Regions from separate parts of the Sus scrofa genome. Here regions 2 and 3 are each linked to region 1. The links are chromatin contacts, called in public HiChIP or PLAC-seq maps. All regions are on one chromosome and are shown on one strand. Each heading gives the region's core, a stretch centred on a gene start, on an enhancer-like site or on the middle of the called end of the contact. The rest is flanking DNA. Distances are from core to core; before and after follow the strand shown.

Region 1 (3,482 bases), core at 321-2,820:
CACACACACACACTCCCCCCCCTCCCCAGAGGCAGTGCTTGGAATAGGCTGTCTTTTGAGAAAAGATAGAAATGGAAAGCATTGAGCCTCCTAACACTTCCCATTTTGCAGATCCATCTTGGAAGCATCAGTGGTTGACATGTCAACTTCACGTGCACTACTGACCGTGCTGGATGCGCACCTTTGGGATGGAGAGGTGCCTGCTGTCTGCCCAGACCCCTGCTTTACAGCCGAAGAAGCTGACAGAGGAGTCAGGCGATTTAAGGCAAGTTGGCAACCACTTTGGTGGCAGATGGATGACTGGGCCCAGGTGTTCTAGTCACGTTCCTGGACAGGTGTGTGACGGAAATACAAAATCTGAGAATTTGAGCAGGAAGGCCCCGTGCTCTTGGTGGGGGTCCCGGGGTCTGAGCGCCGCAGGTAAGCTTTAGGTGTTTAGAGCTGTGTTGCAGCCGCCTCCCCTCCCCTCGGATCCCTCCACCCCCACGTTTACCCCCCAAACACACCCACGTGCCCCCTTCAAGAATAGCATGTTTCTAAAGTTTTCATTTGCGTTTAAGGTTGGAACGCATCCAGGCCAAAGATGAAAATCTCCAGCCTGGCCCTCTGTCCCTCACAGCCCTGCAGGCTCCCTCTGGCTCCTGCCATAGGTGGGGACCCACCTACCTCATGTCTCAAAACCCTGTCTCTCTCCTCGGGGTGAGAGGAAGGGGGCGATGCTGGCACTGAGAGAGGAACTCCTCTTTTCACCCAGCGACATGACATGGTCGGGGGCCGAAGGCCGACGTGAAGGAACCTCCCAGACCATTCTGGTGGCCGGGGTCGGAGGCGGTGGATGGACCTGGAGTTGGGAGGTCAGGCTCTGCCCTCCTGAGTGGCTTCGAGCTTGTTCCCTTGGACGCCCTTCGCCCGTTTCATCAGAACCGGAAGCATTAGGGCATGGACAAGGCGGCACCCAAGAGTCAAACGACCTTAGCTCTGGTGCCCAGCGAATGCCTCTGCCACTTACCCAGGCCCTGACGTGGGGCTCCTGTCCTGGCTCCTCCCAGCTCTGCTTCCGCCACAGTTTTCCTAACAATGCCTATCCTTGCCTCCCAGGCATGTGGGCCGCTCTGCGAAGCACACCGCGTCCCCGATGCCCATCCGCATTCAGCCCGGCCTCTTCCACTCCTGGCATGAAGGTCAGCACCAAGGGAGAGGCAAGAGGTGCCTGATGGCTGATGAGGGAGTGAGTTAGAAAAAGCTAACCTTGGCGGGAGCAGTGCTATGTCATCGGCTGTAGGCTGTTACTTAGGGCTCACCTGCCCCGTGCCCACCTTTAAGAGAAAACAGCTTTTCTGATGTCAGATGCTTCCAGCCGGTTCCGCCTCCACCCCCTTCCCGGGGCGAAGCCGGCGGCGGCCAGCTGCCTGGCTGAGGGACCGGCTGCCTTGGTTTCACGGCCTCACGTTCAACGGTCTCGTGCTCTGGTGAGAACTTTCCTCAGGAAGCCGCACGCGGGACCCTGAAGACGAGCACGTCTTCCTGGAGCCTCTCAGTCCTGAGCTGTACGCTCTCGCCCCGCTGAGGTTTGGCCTCCCTCTCCTGCCTCTGAAACCACAAAGCAGTTAGAGATGCTAATCTCTCGACACAGAGTCACTCTGGCACCACAGGCAGAGGTCGCCTGGGGTCACCATCGCCCGTCTGTGGTGGAAAGTTCCAAGCGGTGCAGTGGCTTCTGTGATCTGCCAGTTGCCTCAGAGAGAGCCCTGGACCCCACAGGAAGGTGGTTTTCCGAGGCAGGGTAAAAATATATTTGCGTTTGTTTACAGACGAGGGATTATTTTTAGCCGGAGGGTGAGGCAGGATGAGGAACGAGGGGCCCCACGGTGGTGGGGCTTCGCCAGCGGGACCTGCACCTGCCCACCGCCAGGAGTTTGGGGGTTTCTGCTTCTGGTTGTTGCTGCACTTGCCTGCCCCTCCCGCCCACCTCCCAGGGCCTCAGGGAGAGGCAGCACCCATCCCAGAGCTGCCTCTGCATCCGACTGCTCTGTTTCCTCCAGGCCAGCCAGCCACACTCGACAGGCCAGCAGCTGAGCTTCAGGCTGCAGGGAGCTCTGTCTGGCTGCTGAGGGACGAGGGCCACGCCTTTGAAGTCCCTGCTGCCGTGCCCTGCTCTGCTACTAACCATCGTCAGCTCAGGGCACATCTTCGGGTCATGTGAGTGGGCTGGCTGGACAGCTGTTGTCCAGATGCTTCAACCTCACTGGGGGAAGTCCAAGCCGAGGGGTGGCCAGGGCGTTTGGAGAGAAATGCCAGTTCTTTGGTACCTGGCTTCTGGGGTAACAGGGAGGAAAAGAGAGATGCACACTGCTGTCCTCCAGCTAAGGCACCACTGTGACCATGACCCCCAGCTCCACCCACAGGGATGTGGGGACAGAACAAGTAAAGGTGAGACGAGGAGCACACTCCCGGGGAGTGACTCTGGGATCGGCAGCAGAGTCCGGGTCACTCACAAACCACCAGTGGCCACCCAGATCCTTCTCTCGCCAGGAACTGCTCCAGCAGAGCTGCTCTTAGAGATAACTGAACCTACTCTCTGAGGCCCTGCCAGCCTAGGGCTGATGGGTCCAGACAAGATACAGCCCAGCAGGCTGTGCTCGGCCCACATCCCCTGGGAGTCCTGTATCATTTTCAAGCACCCCAGCTCCAGGGGCCTCTTTTGTCAGAGGGCTTCCTTCAGGGTTCTGGAACGACTCTGCTGCTTAAAGAAAGTGATAATGGGAATTTGCATCCTTGCAGAGGTGACAGCCCTTAACCAATGGAGGACGGACGGGAGAAGGATATAAATAGTCCAGCCTCCCTGGGCCTCATCAGGACTAAGGAGAAGGTTGCAGGGAGGCTCTGGAGAGAGCGTAAGTCTCACGGCACCACTTCCCTTCCTGGGGATTTGCGCCATGGGCACCCTTACCCAGCATCCCTCTCTTCTGAGTGACTTCCCAACCACCTACTGATTTTCCTGAAACATTCCTTACATGGGTCACTCTGCGCCTGCTTCTGGAGACTCTAACATAAGACACAGGACAAGGCACGGGAGGCACTGTCTACCCTAAGGCCCAGAGTCAACCCAGTTTCCCCTCCTTGCCCATGGCTTCTCGGCTTTTTCAAGTTCAGCCTTCCTAGCTCACCCCATGGAGAGTCTTCAAGCAAAAGGATCTCTCATGCTGTTGCACAAGCATAGTAGACAACTGTTTTCCCACTCCGCAGAGTCTTCTGTAAGATCTCAACTCCAAGTCAGCACCAGGGCCCCAGGGGAAATTCTGCTTCCCAAGTCTTAATTCAGAGTAAGGAGGCCTTGGCTCCAGCTTCCAACCACACAATCGCCTCGTGTTCCCCCCACCTCCCTCCAGCCCAGCAAAAATGAAAGCCAATGGGGGCCTTATATGGCATTCGCCAGCTTTGGAAAACTTTTCAAAAATAGTTTCAGTTCCTTTCTTATTATC
Region 2 (3,241 bases), core at 385-2,884, 170 kb after region 1:
GCTTCAAATAGGATGCATCTCGGGAGTTCCCGTCGTGGCGCAGTGGTTAACGAATCTGACTAGGAACCATAAGGTTGTAGGTTCAATCCCCGGCCTTGCTCAGTGGGTTAAGGATCCCGTGTTGCCGTAAGCTGTGGTGTAGGTCGCAGACGCGGCTCGGATCCTGCGTTGCTGTGGCCCTGGTGTAGGCTGGCAGCTACAGCTCCGATTTGACCCCTAATCTGGGAACCTCCATATGCCGCAGGAGTGGCCCAAGAAATGGCAAAAAAAAAAAAAAAAAACCGACAAAAACAAACAAAAACAAATAGGATGCATCTCACAGCCTCCTTGACAAAGAATTGCAGTGATGATGACAATGATGAAGATGCTGATGACGACATAATGAAAGAAAAAAACTGATCATACCCTTTTCTACAAGTACCGCCTGCCTGTCTCCTTGTGCCCTAAATCCCTGGATGTGCCTACCTGCACACTCACAGGGGCTCGGCATGGTCGGAGAGCCTGCCGAGTTGGCAGCGGGATGTCAGTTTCCCGTGGGCGGCTGCTCTCTGTGTACCAGCCTGACTAATGTACTTCAGCGGAATCGGGGATGAAAAATGAAGAGGAAGTAAAGCTTGCTGCTAAAACATATGTGTCAGAAAATCATTATGAGTATTAAATTACAGCAATAAAATGAACCAGAACTAATTTTGCAAATTAAGATCCAATACGTTTTTTTCCATAGCCACACCTTTTCTTAAAAAAAAAAAAAAAAAAGCCTGGCAAAATAAGATAGAGCCTAAGAGTATTAAAACGGAGTCTAAGGGGGCTGGGATGGGATGGGAAAATGGAGAAAACCAGAAATTTCAATATGACAAAGAGATTAGCTTTCAGGGGCGGGGGAGATGGTAAAAATAAGGCCCATGTGCCAAACATACTAGTAAAATGCCCAGTTTCTGAGCTGACGTACCTCGTGCTGGACACGTAAAATGTATGTCCCCACACGGCTGCTCTCTTCTGCTGCCCCACCCCCCACCCCAAGGGTCTCCTGACCCAAGGAACGAGTAAGTTCCTAAATTTCTGACGCCCACTTATTTTTAGAAGAGCTTATCACCGTGGGTCAAATTAAATCTGAAGCTGTAAACAAACCTTTGGAGCTCTGCCTGGTCTGGAGAATAACAGGATATCTCCCGCCACCCTCCAGCCTGAGAAAGAGATTGTAATTAGCTCATTGTCCCCAAATAGGCACAAAGAGGGCGGGGCCGCACAAGCTCCCTTTCAGCCTTTCCAGGGACATCTCTGGGCAGCTGTTAATAAATGAAGTTACGTCTACCGTCTCCTGGGAACACGGCTGAGCACAACACCTCGTTCCAAAAGGCACGCTGAGGAAGAGGGTGAAACACCCCAGCCAAAGACTCACGGACAGGGTCCCCCACCAAGAGAGCAAAACGGGGTTCACCCCTGGGGTTCTATGCCTCCTGGCTGGGCTCTGGCACAACAGCGGGGGAGCTGTCTGTGACACCCAGAGAACCCAGCTATTTATAGCCACACAATCATTATAAATAAAGCTTTTACAAGGAGAACCCTGGCCCTGCATTAGTTAAAACTGTAAACTGGCAGCTATAAATAACTCGGTTACATGCTCAAGTGCGGCTACTGACTGATACTTCCTCAAATTTGACAAATACTGACAAGTTTGTTTGACAAACATCCCACTGACATTCATCTGATTTTGAATAAGCGGTGCTGCCTTTTTAATTTGGTCCCTGAGGCCGGGGGGGGGGGGGGGGGGGGGGGACTTCCTTTATTCTTTCCCTCCCTCACCTCCTGCACCGGGAGGTGTGTCCTCCTGTGTGTAGCTCTTCCCCCCTAATCACTGGAAGGGATTTGGGGCCATTTAAGGGGAAGCTTATTAAATCCACTGCTTCTCTCTCGGGACGGTTCTGCTGTAGGGGCTCTGCAAGGGTCTGGGGCGTTTTGTTAATGACACAATAGTGATGGAGGGGGGAGGGGAATGTGGTGGATGAAGGTGGGGAGGGGGCCCGAAGGGAAGGGCAGGTCTGAAGGGCAGATGGTTGGAATCCATCTGCAAGGGAGACTTGAGAACCTAAAAATATCAGAAGGGAGCCAAGAGAAGAGTCTGGACAGAGGGACCGACCTCCCAAGGTCCCTGATCCGAGAGCCTTCGAAGAGTCTAGATTGGGGTCCCTGAGGCGTGGGTGCTCACTCTAGGTGACCCACAATGACATCTGTCAGGAGTCATGGGATTTCAGAGCTCTGGGGGACATCTGGGATTGTCAGATGTAACTCAGTCATTTCACAGGGGGCAGAGTTGAGTCAAAGAGGCTCCCACAACTAGTTAGTGCAGAACCAGACTAGAGCTCAGCTCTGGGCTTCTTCATCATTAAATTAATTAACATACTTGGAGTTCCCATCCGTGGCTCTGCAGTTATGAACCCAACTAGTATCTAAGAGGATGCAGGTTAGATCTCTGGCCTCGCTCAGTGGCTTAAGGATCTGGTGTTGCTGTGAGCTGTGGTGTAGGCCGCAGATGTAGCTTGGATCCTGAGCTGCTGTGCCTGCGGTGTAGGCCGGCAGCTGTAGCTCTGATTTGACCCCTAGCCTGGGAACTTCCACATGCTGTGCACACGGCCCTAAAAAAGACAGAAATTTTTAATTAATTAACATACACAGTGTCTGGAACATTCCTGGCCTTGGTGAGCACGAGCTAGCATTATGGGAGTAGTGACCACCAGCCAGTCCTTCTGACCAGTGCTCTCTGTGTGTTGACTTTAAACACTGACCTACTCCCCACTGTCCCTGGTCCACATCTTCTCTGTCTGATTTAACTCTTATTTATTTTTATTTTTTTGCTTTTTTAGGGGCGCACCTGAGGCATATGGAGGTTCCCAGGCTAGAGGTCAAATTGGAGCTGTAGCCACCAGCCTACACCACAGCCACAGCTACATCAGATGGGATCAAACCCACAATCTCATGGTTACTAGTCAGATTCGCTTCCGCTGAGCCACGACAGGACTCCTGATTTAACTTTTAACATAACATGGACACAAGCTCACCTCCCCACCCCCCATCTTCCAGTCTATCCTAAATAGAGCTTCCAGAGCAATCTGCTAAGCGGACAGCTCTAATCATAAAACTGCTGCCCCACCCCCGAGCCCCCACCTCCTCGCCAGGCAAGGAGGCGTCACTCTCGGGGCCCAAGCGCGAGGCCTGCACCTGAGTGGGCATCTCCTTCAGTGGG
Region 3 (3,221 bases), core at 537-3,036, 220 kb before region 1:
GACCTTGGACATGTTTCTAAACCTCTCGGAGCCCGGTTTCCTTATCTGAAAAATGGAGAAAATAATAATACATACATCACAGGGTTGTTATGAGGACTCTGATAAAGAAGGCAAAGTGCTTGCCTCGGGACATAGTAACGGCTGTTACAGATGAGCTTAGTGAGGTAGCATATGACCCAGTGCAACCTCCCTCATCCTCCAGAGAAACAAACGGAGGCTCAGAGATAGGAGGTTATGTTCTGATTGCCACACAGCGATAGTGAGAGCTAAGACGAGCTCTTTGGCCTTGTGAAACTCAGTTCAGTGCTTTCCTGCGTTGTACTTTGAGTCATATTTGTAATATCCCTTCTGAATGGTGAAAAAAATCAAGTGAAAAACATGTATTTTTTTGAAATATTTCTGGCAGAATCTTGTTTTATTCATTGCTAATTACACTGTGGTTGGACTTTTTTTTGGTGGGGGGGCAGTCTTCTTTGGGCTGCACCCACAGCATATGGAAGTTTCCAGGCTAGGGGTTGAATCAGATCTGTAGCCACTGGCCTAGGCCACAACCACAGCAACACCAGATCCGAGCCGAATCTGTTGCCTACACTGCAACCCACAGCAAATGCTGGATCCTTAAACCACTGAGTGAGGCCAGGGATCAAACCCACGTCCTCATGGATACTAGTCAGGTTTATACCACTGAGCCACAATGGAAACTCCAAGACATGTATTTTTTGAAATATTTCTGGCAGAATCTTGTTTTATTCATTGCTTCCAACTGTGGATGGTCTGCTTTCTGGCACCAGGTGACATGAAAGTCTGTGCTTTGTATAAATAATTGTTGAGTAGCTGGAGGAGGCTAGAGTTGAATGGTTGGAGAAAAGGTAACATAAAATGTAACGCATTTTTGTTTCCTCCAGAAGAGATAGTTAAGGATAGCAAGTCTCCAAGGTTGATGTTTTCATTTTGTTTTACCTTAAATGTTTCGGGAACAACAAGGAGGTTTTTTGTTTGTTTTAATAAAGCCATTGTAGTAAAAGTCAAATGGTACCAATTTGTGTGGACTGTGAGATTAACCTAAAGGAGCTGCCTGCAGACAGGACTTTGGGAGTAGAGGTCACAGAGAAGGCAGATCATATGCATCAGTTAGGTACCATATTGTTTACTGCTTGGAACAAAATCCCCTCGGCTCCCACGCTTAAGCACAGCTTCCGAGCAATTACTCAGGTCCAAAGTTTACTTCCGATTCCAGCCTTTACAGACCAGTGCTGAGCCCATCAAGTTTTATGGCAGTCAATGCATCTCCCTTCCAGAAGCAACTGGTCACAGCCATTTCCAACACAAAGCTGCTTGGTCCATGCTGTCTTCTTTTTATAGTCTGTTTCCAGACTCAGTGACCCATAAAGTTAACTTATAGCCAAGTCACAGCCATGACCAGAGCTGTTGTTTTTGTGTCCATCCCTCAAGTTCCCTGGCTTCCCGGGCAAGGCCTGTTGCCTTTTCCCAGGACATTGCTTAGAGGCAATGCATCATTCTGTTTGTCTCTTGTGGGGTCATTCCTTTTGGTCCAATCCCTGGTCCTGGGTCTTGAATCCAGACTGTTTGCTTGAAACATTCCCAAACCCTGGGATTTTCTGGTTTGCCCCCAAGAATGCCCATACTGAAGTTCTGTGCCTAGCAGGACCCTTATTAATGGAGATATGGCTCCCACTTGGTAAGTTGAGGTCAGGGCATACTGTGAGCTCCAACCACCTGTGCAAACACAGCAGTGATTCAGTGGGTATTTCTAGCTAGATGTCCTGATGGTGTCAGTTACGACCTAATTTGTCTTCTCCCCCACCCCCCCCTTCCTCTCCAAATAGGGTGAGTATATATAACAAAGAGAATGTGATAGAGTGACTTGGCCTTTAGAAAGGTGGAATTTGAAAGTTACTTAATTTAGAGAAACTCATTAGGGCATGGAGTCCAGAAATGGGCATGTGTTATTTTAGGATTACTGAGTCACCCAACCTCTTCATTTTATTGATTTGGATGGATTAGTAAGTTTCCTTGCCTTGATCAAGTTTGGGGAGCTAGTTAAAGGCAAGGCCTGGGTTGGAACACTTATCTTCTTACTCTCAATCTGGTATTTTTCTCCTTACAGAATGTTGTCTTCCATCAGAATCTAGTTTTGTTCTGTGACAGAAAGATTAACTTCACAAAGAAGGAGAGAGGACTGAAACATATCTTGGTTTTAGTAGGACTGGTGCCTGTCTCCCACAACCTATTAATTAATGATGGAAGAAAACAGGGGTTAAATCTTATCATAGACACCCCAAATTAGAATATCTTGATTTATAGAGTTTTAGGACTAGGAGGTACTATAAACCATTGAATACAGCAGGTTTCACACTGTGCTCAGTGGAACCCTGGGATCCTGCACAAGTGCCGCAAAGGCCTTGTAAGGATGAGGGAAGGAGAGTGTGCAGGACTCTGAGCCTTCTCTCCTGGGGCCACTAGAGCAAGCCTGTCTTCACTGTTGGGGTTTTAGGTTAGATTTTATCTTTTTTTTTTTTTTTTTTTTTTTTTTTGCTTTTTAGGACCACATCTATGGCATATGGAAGTTCCCAGGCTAGGGGTGGAATTGGAGCTTTAGCTGCCAGCCTATACCACAGCCACAGCAACGCCAGATCTGAGCCATGTCTTCGACCTACTACACCACAGCTCATAGCAATGCCAGATCCTTAACCCACTGAGCCAGGCCAGGCATTAGACTCTCATCCTCGTGGATACTATTTGGGTTTGTTACTGTTGAGCCACAATAGGAACTGCAGGTTAGATTTTATCTTAAAATGGAAGTCCACTTCTAAAGAAAGAATGCAAACCTTAAATCTAGTTCAAACCTCTCAATTTACAGATGAGAAAACCAAAGCCTCCAGTCTTGACTCTGGGGAGTTGCAGGGCAAGAATCATCCTATTTTAGGGATAAGGGATTCAAAGCTTAAGAGATTTATAGAAAGATACAGGAGTTCCCGTCGTGGCGCAGTGGTTAACAAATCCAACTAGGAACCATGAGGTTGAGGGTTTGGTCCCTGCCCTTGCTCAGTGGGTTAAGGATCCGGCGTTGCCGTGAGCTGTGGTGTAGGTTGCAGACGCGGCTCGGATCCCGCGTTGCTGTGGCTCTGGCGTAGGCCGGTGGCTACAGCTCCGATTGGACCCCTAGCCTGGGAACCTCCATATGCCGCGGGAGCGGCCCA

The links. HiChIP or PLAC-seq counts read pairs in DNA pulled down with a chosen protein or histone mark.
Region 2: a contact with region 1 is called in an H3K27ac HiChIP or PLAC-seq map of skeletal muscle. The contact joins two enhancer-like sites. A contact is called at or near these places in 4 of 47 Hi-C or Micro-C datasets (heart right ventricle, liver and skeletal muscle) and 1 of 2 datasets of contacts at active chromatin or transcription factors (skeletal muscle).
Region 3: a contact with region 1 is called in an H3K27ac HiChIP or PLAC-seq map of skeletal muscle. The contact joins two enhancer-like sites. A contact is called at or near these places in 8 of 47 Hi-C or Micro-C datasets (embryonic fibroblasts, epiblast stem cells, fetal liver and 4 more) and 1 of 2 datasets of contacts at active chromatin or transcription factors (skeletal muscle).

What each region holds. Positions count from the first base shown.
Region 1 is chr7:10,666,026-10,669,507 of Sscrofa11.1, forward strand. It overlaps LOC106507125 (a long non-coding RNA gene), which reads left to right. Exons shown (of 4, transcript XR_002346312.1): 4 at 112-3,482. Among named protein-coding and RNA genes, the nearest start is that of MIR9807, 91 kb to the right of the region's middle. Within about 2 kb of position 1,571, at least 30 of the 83 cell types and tissues checked have an H3K27ac peak or open chromatin away from gene starts, as enhancers often do. A contact at or near this core is called in liver and skeletal muscle, where this site is marked.
Region 2 is chr7:10,834,342-10,837,582 of Sscrofa11.1, forward strand. All of the region lies in intron 2 of LOC106504325 (a long non-coding RNA gene), which reads right to left. Among named protein-coding and RNA genes, the nearest start is that of MIR9807, 77 kb to the left of the region's middle. Within about 2 kb of position 1,635, at least 24 of the 83 cell types and tissues checked have an H3K27ac peak or open chromatin away from gene starts, as enhancers often do. A contact at or near this core is called in liver and skeletal muscle, where this site is marked.
Region 3 is chr7:10,447,780-10,451,000 of Sscrofa11.1, forward strand. The region is part of intron 1 of LOC106507125 (a long non-coding RNA gene); the gene reads left to right. Among named protein-coding and RNA genes, the nearest start is that of CD83, 100 kb to the left of the region's middle. Within about 2 kb of position 1,787, at least 2 of the 83 cell types and tissues checked have an H3K27ac peak or open chromatin away from gene starts, as enhancers often do. A contact at or near this core is called in skeletal muscle, where this site is marked.